Linked DNA regions of Mus musculus: region 2 is linked to region 1. A link is a contact called in public promoter capture Hi-C data. All regions are on one chromosome and are shown on one strand. Each heading gives the region's core, a stretch centred on a gene start, on an enhancer-like site or on the middle of the called end of the contact. The rest is flanking DNA. Distances are from core to core; before and after follow the strand shown. Region 1 holds the start of 4930440I19Rik (RIKEN cDNA 4930440I19 gene). Region 2 holds the start of Cerkl (ceramide kinase-like).

What was found. Capture Hi-C pulls out chosen DNA fragments and counts their contacts.
Region 2: a contact with region 1 is called in a promoter capture Hi-C map of adipose tissue, with 6 times the contacts expected there. The contact joins the promoter of Cerkl here to the promoter of 4930440I19Rik in region 1. A contact is called at or near these places in 1 of 39 promoter capture datasets (embryonic stem cells) and 2 of 9 other capture datasets (adipose tissue and liver).

What each region holds. Positions count from the first base shown.
Region 1 is chr2:78,048,674-78,054,384 of GRCm38.p6, forward strand. 4930440I19Rik (RIKEN cDNA 4930440I19 gene) reads left to right here and starts at 2,504. Exons shown (of 7, transcript NR_108098.1): 1 at 2,504-2,665. It overlaps Gm52519 (a long non-coding RNA gene), which reads right to left and starts at 3,311. Exons shown (of 3, transcript XR_003953861.1): 1 at 3,007-3,311; 2 at 2,408-2,707.
Region 2 is chr2:79,426,777-79,432,487 of GRCm38.p6, forward strand. Cerkl (ceramide kinase-like) reads right to left here and starts at 2,212. Exons shown (of 13, transcript NM_001048176.1): 1 at 1,926-2,212. The coding sequence starts at 2,115.

The DNA.
Region 1 (5,711 bases), core at 1,254-3,753:
TATTTAGGGAAAAGATTACCCAATGTTTCCCAAGAGAGCCCAGAGGACTCTAGGCAAAACAGCCAAGAGACATTTTATCCACTTCTGATCCTAGCCAATTTCTACCTGACATTTTTGATACCCTTACGCTTCTCCATGGACATGTAGGGGAGACCCCACAGAGACAATATCTTTGAACTGAGTGAGAGGCCCCGTGCATGCCTTTTCTTCCTAGTCCTGTGTGCTGACGAAGGAAGCTGACGCCCTCAGCCGATTGCTGACCATTGCCAGCTAACTCATCAGTGGTGATTTATCCAGCGGCTTTCAAAGTGCAATTTCTGGACTAGCAGCATCATTTGAGATTCCTTAGAACCTCACATTCTTCCCAAGCCCCCTGAATTGGAAATTCTGGGGCTGGACCACTGCAACCTGCAGTTTCACCAGGCTTCGAGGTAGACCTGATGTTCAGAAACCATAAACAAGGTCTTCGGGCTCTTCACAAACCATCCCTATCCTCCTGTTTGACCTGACATCGCTCTTGAAAGCCCTCAAAGAACAGCCTCAAAGGTGAACAGGTGGGTGGGGTATTTGAACGCCAGTGTGCCCTCCTTGTCCTCTTGAAAGGGCTGCCTCTGCCGTTTTATTCTGAGTGTCACCTCGAAGCACAGCCTCCATTGCAGAGGACTCCTTGAGCCCGTGTCTAGTGTGTAAATGAGGAGGAGGCTGTGATTAGTCATTCCCGTTTCTTTTGGAAGGAAGAGTGAAATGCTCAGGAAAGCCGCCAGGTGGCAGCCTGGTTCCTAAGCGGCTCCTGTATTACTGAAAGGCACTTTCTGGCTTGTTCACTGTAGTCAAAGAAAGGCAATCCAACAGCAGTAGTCATTTATTGACTAGGCTGTTTGTCTTTTTCTCTACTGCAGCATGAGTCAGAGCCCACAGAGGGAAAAAGAGAGGGGAACAACCTACTGATTAATGGGTCAGAAGGCTGCTCTGTAAGACTGTGAGCCACTTCTGCCTCCGTTTCACAGAATGTGGGATGTAGGGAAGCTACAAAGGCGAACATTGGTTAAATACCCAATGAAGCTGGCTCAGTCAACCAGTTCAAACAGGTATCTGGAATATGTCTGTCTTCTGTCCTTTGATGAGCAATGTACCCACACACAGGAATCACATGGAGTAATGTTGACATCTTCTGATGCCCAGAGGCTACAGAGGCAGTCCCTGGGCATCGGTGAGATTAAATCTTCCCAGGTGATTCCAGTGGCAGGAAGCTCTGGAGACCATTTTACCCACATGCATTGGAGTTAAATGCACTGACAATGTGGCCTCAATGAGAAACTGGTTGCTGTCTCATATCGTAGTATAAATTTGATAGAATATGTTGTCATGGTCAGTTCTGTTATTAACAATGGGCAGGGTTTGTCATATGATGGAAAGTGCCCACACCCTTCCCCCAACTACTTCTTCCTTCCTCCCTTTTTCTTTTATTTCCCCTTTTTTTCCCCTTGAAGCTAAGAACACAAACCCAAAATTGAAGATATTTCTACTTCCTGGAGGGATATTCTGACTGAAACCACACTATTCTGTTCTAAAGTACAAAGACCATACCTTTGGCTGTATGCTCTCAGGGGTCCTTCAGCTATATGCCCTAGTTTAAAGGCTACTACGACAGCAAAACATTTAGCTTAGTGCTGATGCGAGGGGAGTTGTTCATATTGATCAGGCAGAGTGAAAACGTTTGCCTGGACAACCCTGAAGTCTTTCAGCAGAGTTTGAAATTTTTCTGTAAGGAAAGATTTTTTTTTTTTTTTTTTTTTTTTTGTACTAAACCAGGTTTTGAAACCTAGAATGCGAATTTTAAAAAATATTTGTTCTAGAAAACCATATATGTTCCCACAGAAAAAGGCAGCCTGGAAGGAAACATAGTTGTAACATATAAAACATGAAATATGCTGAACCGTTGTGTGAAAGGACACATGATGCTAGGCTGAATTCTCGACACCCACGGACGGGGTTCAACCCCGCAGGAACTCCAGCTTCTGGTCCTCTCTCAAGGCTCGTCCAAGTATCACTTCTTGAAATGTAAATATTACTGTAAGAAGCAACTTGTTAAACCCTTGCATCATAAAGCATACCAAGTTTCCCTATAAGTGCAGATTAGCCAAGGAAACTGAGAGGCTTGCGCTGGAAAGCCCAAAGAAAGAGGATGGAGGAAAGAAATGTGTAGTAAGGATTGGGAGCCAAAGGGCCTTTCTCCTTCAGTTTGACATTACAGTTGGCTAGGGCCCAACCATGGACAGTTTAACTTGGTTCATTTGTTGAGTTTATGCTCCTATCCTACAAAATTCTTGCCGACTCCCCCCCCCCCCCCTTTAAATGGTACGTCATAGAGAACAGCAAAAGCTACGGAGTGGCTATGGTGTCTCACGTTGTCTCACGCGACTTCCTAGATTCCAGAGGCTTCTTTTCTGTGGGCGTGGCCAAGGCAGCGGGGGTTTATGACAAAGTTGAGCGACCTCATGTCACTCAAACCAGCTGTATTAAGGAAGGTGCAAGCTTTTGGGATTTCTGTTTGGATTTAGTTTAGGTTCAAAAGAGCACGCACAGATCCTGAGTGTTGTCAAGCACCCGTGACTGGGAAACGGAGGCGTCCGATCCGTATTGGAGTCAATTCGCCACTTAATTGGTGAGTCTCTCCACCTATGGCACTGCAGCAGTACGTTTCTGTCTGCAAACATAAACATATTCAATCAATACAAAGCAAAACCTTGCTTCTCAGAGGCTCTCCTATGCTCTCTTGTTGGTTTGTGAAAATAGCTAAGTAGTGGTGTTCAGTTCATCCTATTAAAGAGCCTTCATCAGGGAATACTGAGACAACTCTTGGTGGCAGCAGGCTTAGTCATCCTGCTGTGACAAAGGGATGAATAATGTTTTTTAAATCTCACATCTACCAACACTCTCTTTTCAAAATGGATCCTCCATTACAGAAAAGGAGCTACTGCAGATACATGCGGTTAGCAGTTCTACCTTTTTCATAGCTTCGTTACTAAATCAAAGGGTGCATGACACCGTTCCTCATAGAATGGAATGACTTCGTGACTTCTCAGCGTTTACAGTTCTCGCTTTGGAAGATGTTGGTTTGTGTTCTTGCGACCGTAAGAGTGACTTCTGTCTTCCTGTTAGCTGCTTTCTCTCACGTCTTGGTTATTAGGCCATTAAACCCTCCTCCATTTGAAATGTGGCTTACTCATGCTTTGTGATGTAGCTGCTATTTGTCAAAACGGTTCTCAGAATCCCATTTTCTGGTTACCATTAGAGCACAGCACGAAACCCTGAAGATAAAGGATGATGTTGGTAAATATTTTCATCAGACTTTGTGAGAATTCAGATTTCTAATAAAATTAATTTGAGAAAAATCAATGACCCTATGAGTTTAAGAGGACTTTCATTATTCCAAGGTAACAGTTTCCAAAGCTTAGTATGTCCTTCAAAAGCTTATTGTCTAAAATGTTCTTTCTCCTCCTTCTAGGGCGGATTTCCCCTTCTGGGTCATGACTAACTACATTGCTCATACTAGCCAGAATTATATATCCCTGTACATTCCCCACTTCTTTTCCACTCAGAATAGTTGATAATCTGCGTAGTTACAAGAATATCCACGCACAGCAGTGGCTTATTCAAAAAAGGTATCATACCACTGTTGTTTCTTTTCCTTGGCAAAAAGGGAATATTTTGTTCCTACAATTATAACTTCTAAATATTAAAAAGTGAGTAGTGAATTCTGATAGACATTTCTTCAAAAATCTGTCAAATTAGAATACATCTTACTACTAAAGTCATTTTGTGATTATAAGCAATAAACTTTTCTTCTTGCTTTTTTCTTTTCTTTTTCCTTATTTTTCTGTTCTTTCTTCTTTTCCTTCCTCCCTTCCTCCCTTCCTCCCTCCCTCCCTTCCTTTCTCTCCCCCCAAACCCCCAGACAGAGTTTCAGGACAACCAGGACTACACGAGAAACTCTGTACTTTTACTCTTTTATATACACAGCCTGCTTTCTCATAGAACCAGCCCAGGATCACCAGCCCAGGGATGGCACCACCCATAGTGGGCTTGTCCCTTCCCCAGAAATCACTAAATCAGAAAATGCTCCGTAGACTTGTCTACAGCCAGATACTATGAAGGCATTTCTCAATTGAGGCTCCCTCCTCTCTGATGACTCTAGCTTGTGTCAAGTTGCCACAAAACGAACCTGTACGACATCAGAGAACAACAAGAGTCAACAATCCTTGTCCTATAGTGGCAAACTTGTCTCTAAATTTGTATCTCCATATTCATAGATTAGGATAGCTCTGGAACATCATCAGAGAATTTTCTTTGTCTGGTGGGCAGTAGTTAAAACAGAAACTCATAACTGAATGCAGGGAATCTGTGTCTGCAGAGTGCTCAGCCACAAATGACACATCTAAGTTTTGCCTTTCCCTAAGGCTCAGGGCCATTGCAGAAGGGAAAGGTACAAACAGTATAAGTACCAGAAGTCAGAGAGGACCAGAGCAAATGATGTCTTCTGGACATGCTGTTTTGTCAGGACTGAGATGCTCATGAACTTGTAGCAGCTGTGCACAAGGCCTGCACAAGGCCTGTATCACATGGCAGCATAGCGGATGGAGAGGCTCTGGAACACCCCCATCCCTAGTCAAGGAGCTATGAAGAGTCAGTTTTCTTTAAGGGTTTGTTCCCTAGGTCAGTGGGTAGCCCCACACTAATGAGAGAACGGACAGCACAAATTGGACTTAGTGGGTTATATAAAAAAGGTGACATGAAGTCAAGAATGGATCAGTGGATGGAAATGGATCTGGTATGAGTTAGGGGAAGGGCTGGAGTCACCATGATTAAGAAGGTGTCATGTGCATGGATGGAATTCTCAAAAAGTAAACTAGTATCTAAAATATCTCTATTTTCATTGACTTTCCTTATAATAAAGGGAAGCCAACTTTAAACCTATTAACTATATCTATCTATCTATCTATCTATCTATCTATCTATCTATCTATCTATCTATCTATCTATCATTTCTGTGTATCTAGATGCATACAAATATATAATAATGCTATATATTTACATAGTATATGGGATCATCAGAGATGTTGTATAGAAAATAGAATAGGAGAATAGGATGTGATGGGTGAGGAAGGCTCTGTCCTTTAAGAAAGGACAGTTGTAGAGAAGTGGCTCACACACAAAGATGGATACTTCAGAGGTTTTGGGGCAAGTCAATTGTAGGAGGTAAGTATATGGGAGAAGTTGGGTGTTTAGTAGTGTTTGTTATGTAGGGTCAGGTTGGTTGTGTGTAATTCTAAGAGTCCTTTTCTGGTATGGGAAGCATCAAGGCGGGACTGTTACAAGGGAAGTGTGTGTCTGGCTTTCAGGCAGAAAGGGAAAGGGCGGGAGGGGTAGTATTTTCTGCACTTCCTGTTTCTCAATTGCCTTTGGTTCAAAAGACGTTTCATGCCAGTGTGTCATGTCTGGAGTTTATAGAATATGATTCCCTTCAGTTCCCATTATAAACAGAGAAGGTAGACTAGACTTCATTTAGAAAGTAAAATTGCCCAAAGCCCTGACAAGGAAAGGGAGAAGAGAGCCTGGGTGAAGGGAACAGAAATCATAAGGCAACAATGCCTTGGCATCACTCAGGAGGTAGGTCAGGGAGGAAAGGGAGGCTGGGTTTTACTAGAACT
Region 2 (5,711 bases), core at 962-3,461, 1.4 Mb after region 1:
GACAAAGTTGCTAGTCCATGTAGTCCTTGTGTGTTGCCTCTTCAAAACATTCAGTGACACACCTGAGCACTAAGGACAGAAGCTGACAAGGGAACAACTGCTCACGGGATTAATATCTTCCCTAACAAGACCAAATGCACTAAACTGAAAATATCCCTTCATTTAAAGAAAAAAAAAAGGCCAAAACTCATTGCTGGTGTATTTAAGCTTCCCACCTCAGCCTGAAGACACTCACATGAACCTCATCTTTTTAGAAGATAACACAACTCTCCCTCTAAGTCAACCTTGAACCCAATAAGGGAACTGCATTCAGAGTCACTTACCCTGTCAAGAAGACCACCAACTAATCCCAGTCGCAGCAGTAATGGCCTCCATAAAATACATCAGTGTCTTCCCTCATCATCCTCAAGATGAACAAGTTAGGGAAGATCATGGAGTGTTTTGTTTCTCAATGAAACTGCTACTATACTCAGAATTTTAAAATGTAGTGCTCTGATAACAGCTCATATACACCATGAAATAACGTCCAGAGAACTCATGACCCCAGCTCCACCCTGGGAAGTTAGGCACCTGTCAAGCAACAGCAGCCATGGCTTCCTCTACCACACATTTCAACACAACGTTCTCCTACCTGTGGTGGTCTCTCCTCTGCTCTGGACCCCACATTACTTAGTCCTCACCACCCGTATCTATGATAATGCAACATCATAGTGCTTAGCTCATACCATCACCTAATGACTACTCTCTACCCACTGGACTTAGTAATGTGCCTCTTGGGCTCTTCTACAAATACATGTGCCAGGTTTCTGAGGCTCCTGGTTTAAATATCAGGTGTTAATTGCAAAGAAAACTAGTGTGCTCTGTATGAAGAGAAAGAAAACCAAGGGTCTTAGGGCAAAATTAAACACTTGCAAAGTTTGGAGTAATAAAACTGTCATGAGAGCTTTTCAAATTCTATTACCAGGAGTGCTAATTAAACCTCCTTTTCCTCAGTCACCACTCACTACAAAACAGGATTTCTTTCCTCTTGTCACTATTTGTCTTTGTGCTGTAGCAGTGACCTACAAGGGAGGGTGGGGTGCAGTATTGTTGCACTGCAGTCTCTAAAAGCTTGTAGCTTAAATTGGTTCCTTGGGCTAATCGAGATTCTAGTTACATTTATATTCCCCAACTCAGGCTGATTTACAGGTTAAAAGAAAGATCCCACATCCCTGCACCTTGCTTGTAATATTAAAGAATCTAAAGAATCGGGAAATACTTCTTCACCTTGGGCTTTCAAAGGCCGTGAAAACATTTTGCTTAAAGCCCAAAGTAGCTTTGCTTGAGTGAACAGCACTGCACATGTGGCTCAGGTGGAATTCACACTCCTCACTAATTCTGGTCCCTGACTGGATGGTTTCATTTAGTTAGACGTTTGGACAAGAAACTTTCAAACAATGACTTTTCCATTCTATGACAGACTGTGGCACAAGGAGTATTTTTTCCCTCTGAAGGTGGGGGGAATCAGCTGTTTTTAATTTCATAAACTCGTAGCTAATTAAAACCAGACTGTGAACCACATTCTACTGTTCTCCAAGACAGGTCTAACTGAAGCCGACCTGAAATATTTCTACTGCAAATTGCAGCATCGCATTTTCTTGTTTAAAAAAAAAAAAAGAAAAAGAAAAAAAGAAAAAAGACTTTAAGTCAATAGAAGGTAAGTTTAAGTAAAGCACAAATCTGTGGTGTGATATTCTATAGAAATTCATTAAAAATCGGGTTTCAAAACTTGTTCCCGATGGAAGGGGAACTGCAACTTCCTGGTTTGCAATCACAACCCCTACAGGAGGCTGGGGGCGGAGGGTCAGAGGGGTGTCGGTGGCGGCAGAAGGGCGTGGCGGCAGCAGGGTGTGGGGGGCGTGGGAAGGTAGGGGGCCGCCACTCACCAGCCGGGAGCTCGGGCTGGATGCGTCGCCACCGCAGGGCCCGCTCGCCCAACGCCACATCGCAGCTTTCCCTCCGGATCTCGAAGATGCCACGCAGCAAAACCCGCTCGGGTTCAGCAGCTGCCTTTGGGTTCTCCGGAGGCGCCTCCTCCAGGGCGCCCACCCGGCTCCTGCGTCTCCCCCGGAACATGGTGACGCGGTGCTGGGCCGAATTGGGGAGCCACCAGAAATCTTCGTGGGAAGGAAGTGTGGCTACAGCCACTGCCTGGGCCTTGTCCCACGCTGCCAAGGCAACCAAAAGCTCCTGAAGGAAGGCGGGGCGGAAGGGAGGAGCCCCGGGAGCTTTCTCTTTTGCCCCCAGAGAGGGCCACTGTCCTCTCTGGACCATGCTGCTAGTATGAATTTTCCTGGCTGAGCTCCGGGAGTTTGCCAGGCATCCCCCAAATTGGATTGCTTAGGCATCACCTAGTCTCTTGTTAAATGAAGTGCAGGTTCTTGTCAGATAAATCTAAAGAGAATCCAAAATTCTGAGTTGTGGCACAAGCCTTCAGTTCCAGCACTCAGGAGGCAGAGGCAGGTGAAGTTGAGTTCCAGACCAGCCAGCGCTAAATAGTGCGTTCTACAGCCGTCGGGAGCACGTGTAAGACACTGTCCAAAAATAATAAAAAATAAATAAATAAATAAATAAATAAATAAATAAAAAAAAATAAAATTGAACAGTAAGAATCTGCTTACTGGGTGACTGCAGAAGTTGCTGGCCAAGAGACACAAAGGAGTTTCAGTGCGCAAGGCTCTGTCTATCTTCTCAGGGGTGTCCTCTGAGATTCCCCCAAGGAGCTACATTACCTGTGTGACTACATCTGTTTGACTGCCCAGGAGTAAGAGTAAACCCCTGATTTGCATAGACAAATGTACACCTCACAAAGTTGATATTACCTTCAATCACCTCCATAGTGTAGTGTATGGATCCCTTAGCTCTACCTGGATGCGACAGCTGCAAACTGCAAAGAGCAGAGCTTACTCACCCAAACTTGACCATCATGCAAAAGGAGGCCTCCAGAGCTCACCGTTAACTTCCTCCTGGTAGGAGGGGCAGTTCTCCCGCTGTGATTGCACAATAGAGTGGCCCGGGGAGGGCGGTTGCTGTTTAATCCAGTTGTCCTGGCCACATTTCAAAACGATCAATTTGCAATCTCCAGGGATGGAATCCAGGTTCCAGAAATACTTCCCTCTGAAAGTCTAGGATTTAGGCTGAGAATTGCAATCAGAAAACAAGAGCCTAGTGTTTTTGCAGACTAGGCAAGTAAAGAGGTTTTGTGAAGTCCTTATATGAGGGGGTGGTCAGGCATTGAAGGGTGATTTAAAACTGGGGTTTCTGTACTATTACTTAAGGATTCCATCCATCTTCCACTAAGTCTCTCATAGGCAGCCACTGGTAGGTAAGAGCTGTGCCAGTTCCAGGAAGAGTTCACTTCTAGAGTTAACATCCTGAGTTCACAGCTGTCTGGCAGACTCAAGCTCCCTGGCATTTTAAAAACTTGCTGAGAGCCAAGGCAAACAGGCCAAGGCAATGGCTACTTCTTAGGACCTTTACAAAGGGGCAGGTTGCCATTTGTCAAGCTTCAGGAAGACCAGGAGTTGCAAACATTGGCTTTGTCTTGCCATGAAGATGGAAACAATAGGGCCCATGCTCCCACACTTTCTCTCTGATGAGTTGTCTCCTTCAGGGCTTCTAATGTGTTAAGTGCCACCAGATCCAGGTTCTTAGGATCTATTACACACACACACACACACACACACACACATACTCTCTCTCTCTCTCTCTCTCTCTCTCTCTCTCTCTCTCTCTCTCTCTCTCTCTCTCCCTCTCCCCCCCCTACCTTTAGTGGCTGGGATTCCAGAGGTGATGTCATCAACTCCAGAACTGTCCTGAATTTCTGATATTAATGTTCCAGTTGGCTACATTTCACCTTCGTCTACCTGACCAGTAACCTCAGATATATATCAGGAGATATATATATATATCAGGATTTTTCACCACAAATACATTCTTTCCTCTGGAAGGTCCTTAATCAATGTCTGATGAGAACCTCACACATCTCCCATTCAGCTCATTCCGAATCCCATGCATTCCACCTCCATAGCTCCGTCCTGTCAATCTGCCCTCATCTGTGCACCGGCATACACAAAGCCAAGAAGCACACAAAACAGTTGCAATGGACAAACCTGTAACTTCAGCATGCAGGCAGAGAAGCAAAGGAGGGAGGGTCAAGTGTTTTCCTTGGCCACACAATGAGTTTAAGACCAGCTAGAGCTACATGAGCCTCTGTCTAAATAAAATGAAAATGAAGGTGTCGGTACAGCTACCATTTTTCTTGGGGAAAACTCATTCCTTGACCCTTCCAGCTTCTATAGCTATTCTGTTTCTGGGCTCTGCCTTTTCTTTCATCTTTCAAGTCTGTCCGTGGTTTCCTATGCTTTCTGTTTCTGTTCATGGATCGCCTTTCTTTGTCTGACTTTACTCTTGTCTCTCCTTCTTACAAAGAAATGTGTGATCTCATGAGGATTGCCTCAATAATCCTTAGCTCAATTCTACTAACAGAGTCAATTTTACTATACGAAATAATCTATTCACAGGTTCTGGGGATTGAGTTGCACCTAGCTGTAGGCTGTTGTTAATACTCTCCTTTGTTTTTCTTTAAAGAAGTTGCTGTTTATATACTTCTTTGTGTATTGTCTTGGTTCCTTGCTGAACGTACTTAGTAGGAACACAGTATAAGAAGTCCGCAGAAGGTTACTTTTTTGCTTTTTCTAGGGTGTAGTTTCCTTCCTTGTGTTGGGGTTTTCCATCTATTATCCTTTGTAAGACTGGATTTGTGGAAAGACATTGTGTAAATTTGGTTTTGTCATGGAATATCTTGGTTTCTCCATCCATGGTAATTGAAAGTTTTGCTGGGTATAGTAGCCTGGGCTGGCACTTCTGTTCTCTTAGGGTCTGTATGAGATCTGCCCAGGATCTTCTAGTTTTTATAGTCTCTAGTGAGAAGTCTGGTGTAAGGGACTGAAGGATCTGAGGGGATTTTCAGCTCCATGGGGGGAGCAACAGTGTCAACTGGCCAGACACTCCCCCCACCCCCGGAGCTCCGGGGACTGGATGAACAACAAAAGAATACACATGGAGGAACCCATGGCTCTGGCTGCATATGTGGCAGAGGATGGTCTTGTTCGACATCAGTGGAAGGAACAGCCCTTGTACCTGAGGGTGTTCAATGCCCCAGTGTAGGGGAATGACAGGGCAGGAAGGCAGGAGTGGGTGAGTGGGTAAGGGAGCACCCTCATAGAAACAGGGGAGGGAGGATCGGATAGGGAGTTTCCGGAGGGGAGACCTTGAAAGGGGATAACATTTGAAATGTATATAAGGGAAATATCCAATAAAAGAAAAAGGAAGAAGTCCTCCGAGACATTACCTTGTTGCTGTAGAAAATGAGCTTTTGTTTTTTGTTTTTTGTTTTTCGAGACAGGGTTTCTCTGTATAGCCCTGACTCTCCTGGACCCCACTTTGTAGTCCAGGCTGGCCTCGAACTCAGAAATCCGCTTCCCTCTACCTCCCGAGTGCTAGGATTAAAAGCATGAGCCACCATGCCAAAAAAAAAAAAAAAAAAAAAAAAAAAAAAAAAAAAGAGCTCTTTGATAGCAGAACAATTAACTTGTTAACCATTAAGACCCCAACATTCAGCACAGCTCCTAGTATATAGCAAATGCTCAATACATATCCAAAATGGTTAA